Linked DNA regions of Sus scrofa: region 1 is linked to region 2. A link is a contact called in public Hi-C data. All regions are on one chromosome and are shown on one strand. The core of a region is the stretch at or near the end of the contact, and the rest is flanking DNA. Distances in the headings are between cores, read along the strand shown.

Region 1 (4,122 bases), core at 28-2,527, 150 kb after region 2:
CCCATGAAATCATAAGCCTCATGATGCTCAATAAAGCATTGGTCTAGGCCGCTGACTGCGGGAAAGCTCAGGGATCCCATCAGCCTGAGCAGATGTGCAGCTCCTAGTGAGCACCGGTCAGTCCATTTCACCGGTCCCTGCCCTGTCCAGTCATTATCTGCCCTTTGATCTAATTGCTGTTCTGAGTGTCACCTTTCACAGCAGAGCCTCTCGGATCCCGAAGTAGCTCTCATCCGGGGAAGTCATCATTGCCCCTGGGTGTCTGGAAATAGGGTGGGGGGAGCCCTATTTAGTAGACATGGTTCAAGGATGCTGCCCACCCTGAAAGGTGTAGACAGACCCACCCAGGAAGGACTGCCTCACCTGGATGCCCCAGGTGAGCACGGACTGAGAAATACTGCCTGATGTCTACCTCTCGGACCCACGTCAGCGCCTCCTCAGATCCTCTTACCTCCATCTGAAGCGAGTCTCCTGAAACACACAACCAACTGGTAGAGCCACAGGTGATCAGCCTCACAACTGCCCCCACAATGACCTGTGATGCGATAGAGGCCACCTCCAATCAAGCCCCAAACTTTGAACCTAAGCTTCTAACATTGGTCAGTGAGTGACACCTGCCAAAGGCCTTGGTTTTGGGATCAGTAAGATGAAGGTGAAAAAACCCACCTCACACAGCTTTGAGCATTAAAATAGATGAGGAGGATGAGGCGCAAGTGACCAGGTGACACCTATTGTGTCTGCACCACCTGGCGCCTCTCCTGCCCGGGACACTGACTCAGAACCAAGAGGCCTAAGCCTGGTCCCCAGAAGGTCAAGGGTCTTGCAAAGCATGTGTTCACGTATTCGTTTAGGGAAGGCAGGCTCAGCTTATAAAATCATGCCTATTTATTGTAGAAAATTTAGAAAACAGGGATAAGCAAAAATAAAAATGTTTAAGGCGCTTGGAATCCCACAGAGAGACTCATGACTAACATTTTAGTGAATTTCAATGATGTGTTCTTACCGATATCCAAGTTTAAAAAAAAAAAACTGAGATCACCACTTAGATGCTTTTTTCTTTTTCATTCGTGAGACTGTATCTTTCTCGTGTGGCTGTTGGCCTCTCTCACCCGCGTTTGGTCATCCGGTGAAGTCAGAAGGGCCTCTGCTCGGGCATGGGGTGGGGGCCGGGGCAGGGGGCCGGGTGGGAGGGTTTCCAGGGGAAACTGCTCATCCCGTTGACCTGGAGACCTGATTCATATCCGCCAGGCGACCAGGAAGGCGGCCAAAGGAAAAGGTGACTCCGCTTGAATGCAGTGCTCAGGCCCCTGGGGGAACCGCAGGGGCCCGGCTTCACTTCCTGGCTCTGCTTCACTAGAGCTGGGCTTGGGGGGGGTTTCAGAAAGAGACCCCCGAGCTCTCGGTGTCTAGGTTGTGGCAAAGGCCCCCCCACCAAAGGCATGATCCCCACCCCCACTCCCACAGATCAGAGACTGCTGTTAGATTTTTTATTTTTGTGCTTTAGCCTTTGGTTCTTAATTTACTTTTTTCTTGAAGTGTAGTCGACGTACAGTGTTGTGTTAGTTTCTGCTACACAGCCAAGTGGCTCAGTTACATGTACATATACATTCTTTTTTGTATCCGTCTCCACCAGGGTTCAGCTCAGGACAGTGAATATGGTTTTCTGTGCTATACATGGGACCTTGCTGTTCATCCTTTCTATTTTTTAATCTTTAAATTGTTTTTTTTTCTGTCATTTTAGGGCTGCACCCATGGCACATGGAGGTTCCCAGGCTAGGGGTCCAATCGGAGCTGTAGCCACCGGCCTACGCCAGAGCCACAGCAACGCAGGATCCGAGCCATGTCTGCAACCTACACCACAGCTCATGGCAATGCCGGATCCTTAACCCACTGAGCAAGGCCAGGGATGGAACCCTCAACCTCATGGTTCCTAGTCGGATTCGTTTACCACTGAGCCACGATGGGAACTCCTATCCTTTCTATTTTTTAATCTTTAATTTTTTTTTTTCTGTCATTTTAGGGCTGCACCCATGGCATATGGAGGTTCCCAGGCTAGGGGTGGAATCAGAGCTATAGCCGCCAGCCTACACCACAGCCACAGCAACACAGGATCCCAGCCACATCTACGACCTACACCACAGCTCATGGCAATGCCGGATTCTTAACCCACTGAGCAAGGCCAGGGCTAGAACCCACAACCTCATGGTTCCTAGTCAGATTCGTTTCTGCTGAGCCATGACAGCAACTCCCCTAATTTTTAAAAATTTTATTGAAGTATAAGTTGACTTACAATGTTGTATTAATTTTTGCTGTACAGCAAAGCGACTTCGTTATACATAGATATATATTCTTTTTCATATTCTTTTCCAATGTGATTTATTATAAGATACTGAATAGAGTTCCCCGTGCTATACAGTAGGACACTGTTGTTTACGCATTCTCGGTATCTAACGCTTTGCATCTGTTAACCCCAAACTCCCTGTCCATCCCTCCTCCACCCCCTCCTCCTTGGCAACCACTAGTCTGTTCTCCATGTCTATGAGTCTGTTTCTGTTTTGTAGACAGGTGCGTTTGTGTCAAAAATTTTAGATTCCACATATAAGTGGTATCATATGGTATTTGTCTTTTTCTGTTTTGGTCTTCATTTAAAATGACCCCACCAACCAGAGATGAACGCTGTCAGCACTGAAATGTCATTATTTATTTGAAACACCAGTGTCGTCATTCTGCTTGGCAGCTTCTTTTTCTCCCTGCAACAACCTCGCATGAACATATTCCCGAGTGTTGGATGGTGGACATTCTTTCAAAGGGACTCCTGGTCGTCCACTGAATGTATTAGAAAAATGGGGAAAGTTTCCTACTGTTGAGCATTTAGCTTTTTTACAGCTTTAGACTTGTTTTCAAATAGTCTTTGTCATGTTAAAAAGAGAGTTAAGCAAATAATTGTGTGCCCTGCAAACAAAATCATGATTAATACTCCTGGTTATTGATGTGTGAGAAAGACCATCACCCCTAAAACACTCAGGACACGGACGTGACTCTGGCTCTGCTTTTAAAAAACGTAGTTTAGTCTAAGCCTCTTTTTCACACTGTAGGAACCTGAGAGTCAGCAAAGCGAACTACCTGTCCAATCACGTGATGAGCAAACACTAACTTTTTTTTCTTTTTTGTTTTTCAGGGCCGCCCTCGAGGCATAAGCAAGTTCCCAGGAGTTGAATCGGAGCTACAGCTGCCAGCCTCAGACTCAGCCGTGAGGGATCTGAGCCCCGTCTGCAACCTACACCACAGCTCTTAGCAGCACTGGATCCTTAACCCACTGAGCGAGACCACGGATCAAATCTGAGTCCTCATGGATACTAGTTGGATTCATTACCACTGAGCCAGGACGGGAACTCCTGGTTAACATTTAAATTCAACAGTCTCATGTAAATATTAAATAAGAGTGGAAGAAGGTAGAGGTTGCTGTTAAGAATTCCAGTGTTCAGAGTTCCTGCTGTGGCTAAGTGGAAATGAATCTGACTAGCATCCATGAAGACGAAGGTTCGAATTCTGGCCTCGCTCAGTGGGTTAAAGATCCCGTTGCCCTGAGCTGTGGTGTAGGTTGCAGACACGGCTCAGATCCCATGTCGCTGTGGCTGTGGTGTAGGCTGGCAGCTTCTGCTCTGATTCGACCCCTAGCCTGGGAACCTCCACATGCCGTGGGCACCACCTTAAAAAAAAAAAAGAAAAGAATTCCGATATTCTATTTACCTAAGGCCTATAGAAGAAATAAGTTTTCGTTATCCAAATATATTTCCATTTATTTCTGAGGAACGGTACCCTGGGAAGGCAACCCGGGTGTTCGTTCTCTGCAACCCACACCATTTCCATTTGAAGCTTTTCCAGTGCCTTTTCTATTCACGCTGCCCACTCTTTGCCAAGACCCTTCACCTGCCTGGTGGCCTTGCCCTGTCTCCTGCTCTTTCAGCTTCTGTTTCTGTGAACTCCCAGGACATGTCACCTCAATTAATGCTCAGGGATTTCTTTTTTCATTTAATAAAGGGGCCTGTTTACGTCTTTCTTCAGGTTTGCAAAAATCCCAGACACATCCCTGAGCCCACAGCCTCTGCCCTTCCAGACGGT
Region 2 (3,687 bases), core at 379-2,878:
TCTGATTCTGGGTAACAAGATAAATATACAAGTTGCTGCCATAAACACCAATAGGGCATTAATAGTACACATTCCACCTCAAATCAGAATCTGTTGGGATCATCACTGGTAGTGTTAGTTGAAATCTGTTTAATAAAATAGGCCCACAGCAATTTAATCATGGCACATCCTTACAGGGCATTTTCCCAGGGCACTTCCTGCTTCCCAGCCGTACTGCACCCACCCTCTGCTCCGTCTTCTCCACTTGACGTTGTGCAGGAGAGGAGGCGCTGCCTCTCTCTACACCGGCGAGGGCTCACCGTGCCAGTGGGCAGGTAGTGAGCCCTGTGTGATGGACGGTTGAACTTATGAATGAATTATCTGTGCAGTTTTACAGGTGTACTCTTCACCTCAATGGTGAGGTTACTGGCATGGCATGACATGGCATAGAATAGAATGGAATAGAACTAGGGACCCAGAGTTAGAGCCTAAGGTGGGCTGAATGAGGGCTATTCTTCCCTGTGAAAGGTTCTGTGAGGGTCTCAGGATGTTTCAAGGAACACCCTCCTGCCCATTCCATGGAAATTTTATTATGCCCATAGCTATGAATAAGTAGCTTTCTTACCTGTCAAGATAGTGGAGGTTGGCAGGCAGGTCTTTAGTCTCTGCTAATTCCTGCCTAGTGCCTGACCATTCATACGTGATAACTGTAGGCACGTTTTTTCTTTGTCTTATAGTCTGCAGGTCAGAACAGCCTGTGTGCTCAGACACCACAGGATCCAGGGCTTGTTGAAGTACTTCTTGGCTATGAAAAGTGGGCATTGACGTGGTGAGAGCCACAGCATAATCGTATTGCTATGGATCTTTTCCCTTAGAGATGGCTATACATATTTTTTTCCAACTTAATCATGGCCACCTACTGAGGGGCATTCAATAATTTGTTGAGTGGGTATGTTACCCACAGAGTTGTGTCTGGAGATAGATTTTTTTTTTAAATTCCGTTCTTAGGTTTATAAAAATCATTTGGGAATAATCTCTCCCATGAACAGTACGAAAGTTCCTCCCCTCCTCTTGCCTGTAAAGTCATCAGAGAAAGTATACGGCGGTTTTTACTAGAACTGCGGTTTTTACTAGAACTGTCTTCACTTCGGGTCAGCAGTTTTACTTATGTCCAAATGATTATCTTGTGAGACTGAGGCAAGAAAATCTGCCTGCTGTCTTCTATTCTGGCATTGGTACTTATTTCGTAAAGAATGGATAGATTTGATCTTATTTTTAATAAAACTATGAATGCCCCTCCCTCCCCCAAAGGCTAAGATTTGGCTTGCCAGATTTATTTTCAGTCTTTTAATAGGCTGTTTGTTGAGTAGATAAAAATCTGTGGATGTGATTTTGTTTCCTTATACCCAGAGTTGCTTAACTGCTCTTGATCTTTGCCTGAGCCTGGCCATACCCACGGGGACTGCATGGTTATTAGTAATATTCACATGTGTGCGGCACCCTTAAGGATCGTGGACTCGCCTTGAACTTGGGCTTGGGGAAGAAGGACACTGCATTCCACTTGGAAGGGAGATGAAGGGAGACGCACTGTGCATCCAGATAGCAAACACTGAGAGTCCACGCCAGAGCGTGCTGGGGTGTGCTTTCCCCAGTGACCAGATCTAGCTCTGGTCCCCGTCCCTGGTTCCTAGTCCTATTCGTGGGTCGCTTCCGCCCCTGCTCGCTGGCCCCTCCCCGGCGGCCCTCCTCTCCCCTCCCCTCCCCGGTGAGCAGGTCTGCAAGCCGAGCCCAGCCCCAGCCGCCTGCTCCCCCTTCCAGGAGGGGTCTGGCTGGCGCTGATGTCACCGGCGGGCGGTGGCCTCGCCGGCGCGCAGCCTCGGGGCACCTCCCCCTGAAAGGCTCACGGGCCGGGGCCAGAGTCGGGGCCATGCCTGCAGAGCCCGGCCTGGGGAGTGCGTAGCAGCGGAGCGGGAGCCCCGGCCCTGTGGCAAGGGGCGCGCGGAGCAGATGCGCCCCGGGGAGCGCGCGGGCTCGGGGACGCCGGCCCGGCCAGAGGAGCCCCGGCCTCCTTGCTGCTGCCCGCGCCTTGGAAGAAGCCCCGAGTTCTTCTCGGCTGCAGTTGCCTCAGGTGGAACAAGTCGTCTTAAGGAGGATCAGATAAAACTCTCCGAAAATGGATTTTTTTTTTTTTTTTTTTTGAAAAAAGGGGAGTTCAGAGTCCACCATGCTTTCTGTTTACTTTAAACCGTTGCTGGATTGTGCTGGCCTGGCCGTCCAAAAGTCTATTTTCCCTCCCTTTGGATAGTTGGGAATAGCCTCGAAGAAGCTTAATATGGGAAGAAAAACTGCCTTTTGGATTGAGATTATTTATAGCTACTCCCAAAAAGAGTAAAAGGAAATTTTAACTTTCTTGCAGCGCTTGACTTAACTTATTTTTCTCCGAAGACTTGTTCTGTGCCTTCATCTGAACAGTACATGGTTGCCGCGGTTTGTCTTTTAAGTTTCTGAACCTTGGTTTATTTATAAAAGGGATGGAGTTTTGCAAGCCATCTTTAAGCGGGTTCCAGTTTGCCAGAGGGCCGCTGAAATGAACATTCAGCCCATCGAGATGCTCGCTCCTTTGGAAATTTTAATCTGGAACTCTCAGACGCAGAATTAGAATAACAAGGGAAATGGACTGACAAAAGAACGTTCTGAGTGTTTGAACCACCGTTAAGTGTGTATTTGTTTTCTTTTTTCTGTGTTCTGGAGTGTGTGAAAGGGAACTTGGGGGCGTGGGGCAGGAGAAGGACAGATCTCTGTCCTTGATGCACTTTATTTTTGAGAATCCTTCTCAAACAACCAGTGGAGGGGTGGTTGCATTTCCACTGGTGCCCTGCTGATGGCCTTAAATGCTTCGTCTCTTAAGACGTGTGTCATTCGGGGTGCACCTTTGGGCTGGAGACCCTTGATGGTCCCGTGGAGAAGCCGTGAGCTCTGCTGCAAGATGCGTGGCCTTACTGCCTCCTTTCTGGATCGAGAGCTGCAGCATTTGCCTTAACTGCCTTGGAAATGGGGAAGCCGCTGAGCAGACCAGACTGTTTACGTCAGAATCCCCCCTGTGTGGGGAAGGGTGGGGAGGAGGAGGACCTCAACATCGAGGACTGCTACGTCCCCCAGCGCTCCATCTACGACACCGTCAGGCTGAACGAGCAGATCGACTCTGGTTCCAAAGGGAGCCTGTCTTCCAGGCATTTCACCGACCGGACTTTACCCTACAGCCACCGGACGCTGGAGGTCAGTTCTCTGTGCTCCAATGGGGCCCTGGCTTCTTCCAGTGCGTTTGAGCTCAGAGGCCGCGAGGCTCACAAACTGGATGAAAAGATGATATTTGATGCCCTCAAACTCAATAGTGATATCATCCGAAGCACAGGAGTACCCAGGGCCCGCTGTCAGGCCGAAAAAAAAGAGCACAGACGGTCGTGGCGAATGTTTGTCCCAGCCAATTTTATGGATTATGCAAACAAAAGTGAAAGCTCTTTTGTTGAACCTACTGATCTGTCAGATGCTGTTCCCAAGGCCAGCAGGTGCAGATGGGGGACCAATTCTCTCACGTCGGAGGAGGGCGACGTGGGGTGCTGCAGACCCCCCGCGGAGAGGGAAGAAAACCAGGGCCTTTTAACCGGGGACCCGCCACCACGCATTAGAAGCTTGTCTTCTGCTCAGGAT

Evidence for each region. Hi-C and Micro-C count contacts between places; a contact is called where the count stands out from the background.
Region 1: a Hi-C map of adipose tissue shows a contact between it and region 2, with 4 times the contacts expected there. The contact joins two enhancer-like sites. A contact is called at or near these places in 10 of 47 Hi-C or Micro-C datasets (adipose tissue, embryonic fibroblasts, fetal liver and 5 more) and 1 of 2 datasets of contacts at active chromatin or transcription factors (skeletal muscle).

What each region holds. Positions count from the first base shown.
Region 1 is chr7:29,361,609-29,365,730 of Sscrofa11.1, forward strand. No RefSeq gene overlaps it. Among named protein-coding and RNA genes, the nearest start is that of COL21A1, 51 kb to the right of the region's middle. Within about 2 kb of position 1,278, at least 10 of the 83 cell types and tissues checked have an H3K27ac peak or open chromatin away from gene starts, as enhancers often do. A contact at or near this core is called in adipose tissue, where this site is marked.
Region 2 is chr7:29,206,818-29,210,504 of Sscrofa11.1, forward strand. The region is part of intron 61 of DST (dystonin); the gene reads left to right. Among named protein-coding and RNA genes, the nearest start is that of COL21A1, 210 kb to the right of the region's middle. Within about 2 kb of position 1,629, at least 46 of the 83 cell types and tissues checked have an H3K27ac peak or open chromatin away from gene starts, as enhancers often do. A contact at or near this core is called in adipose tissue, where this site is marked.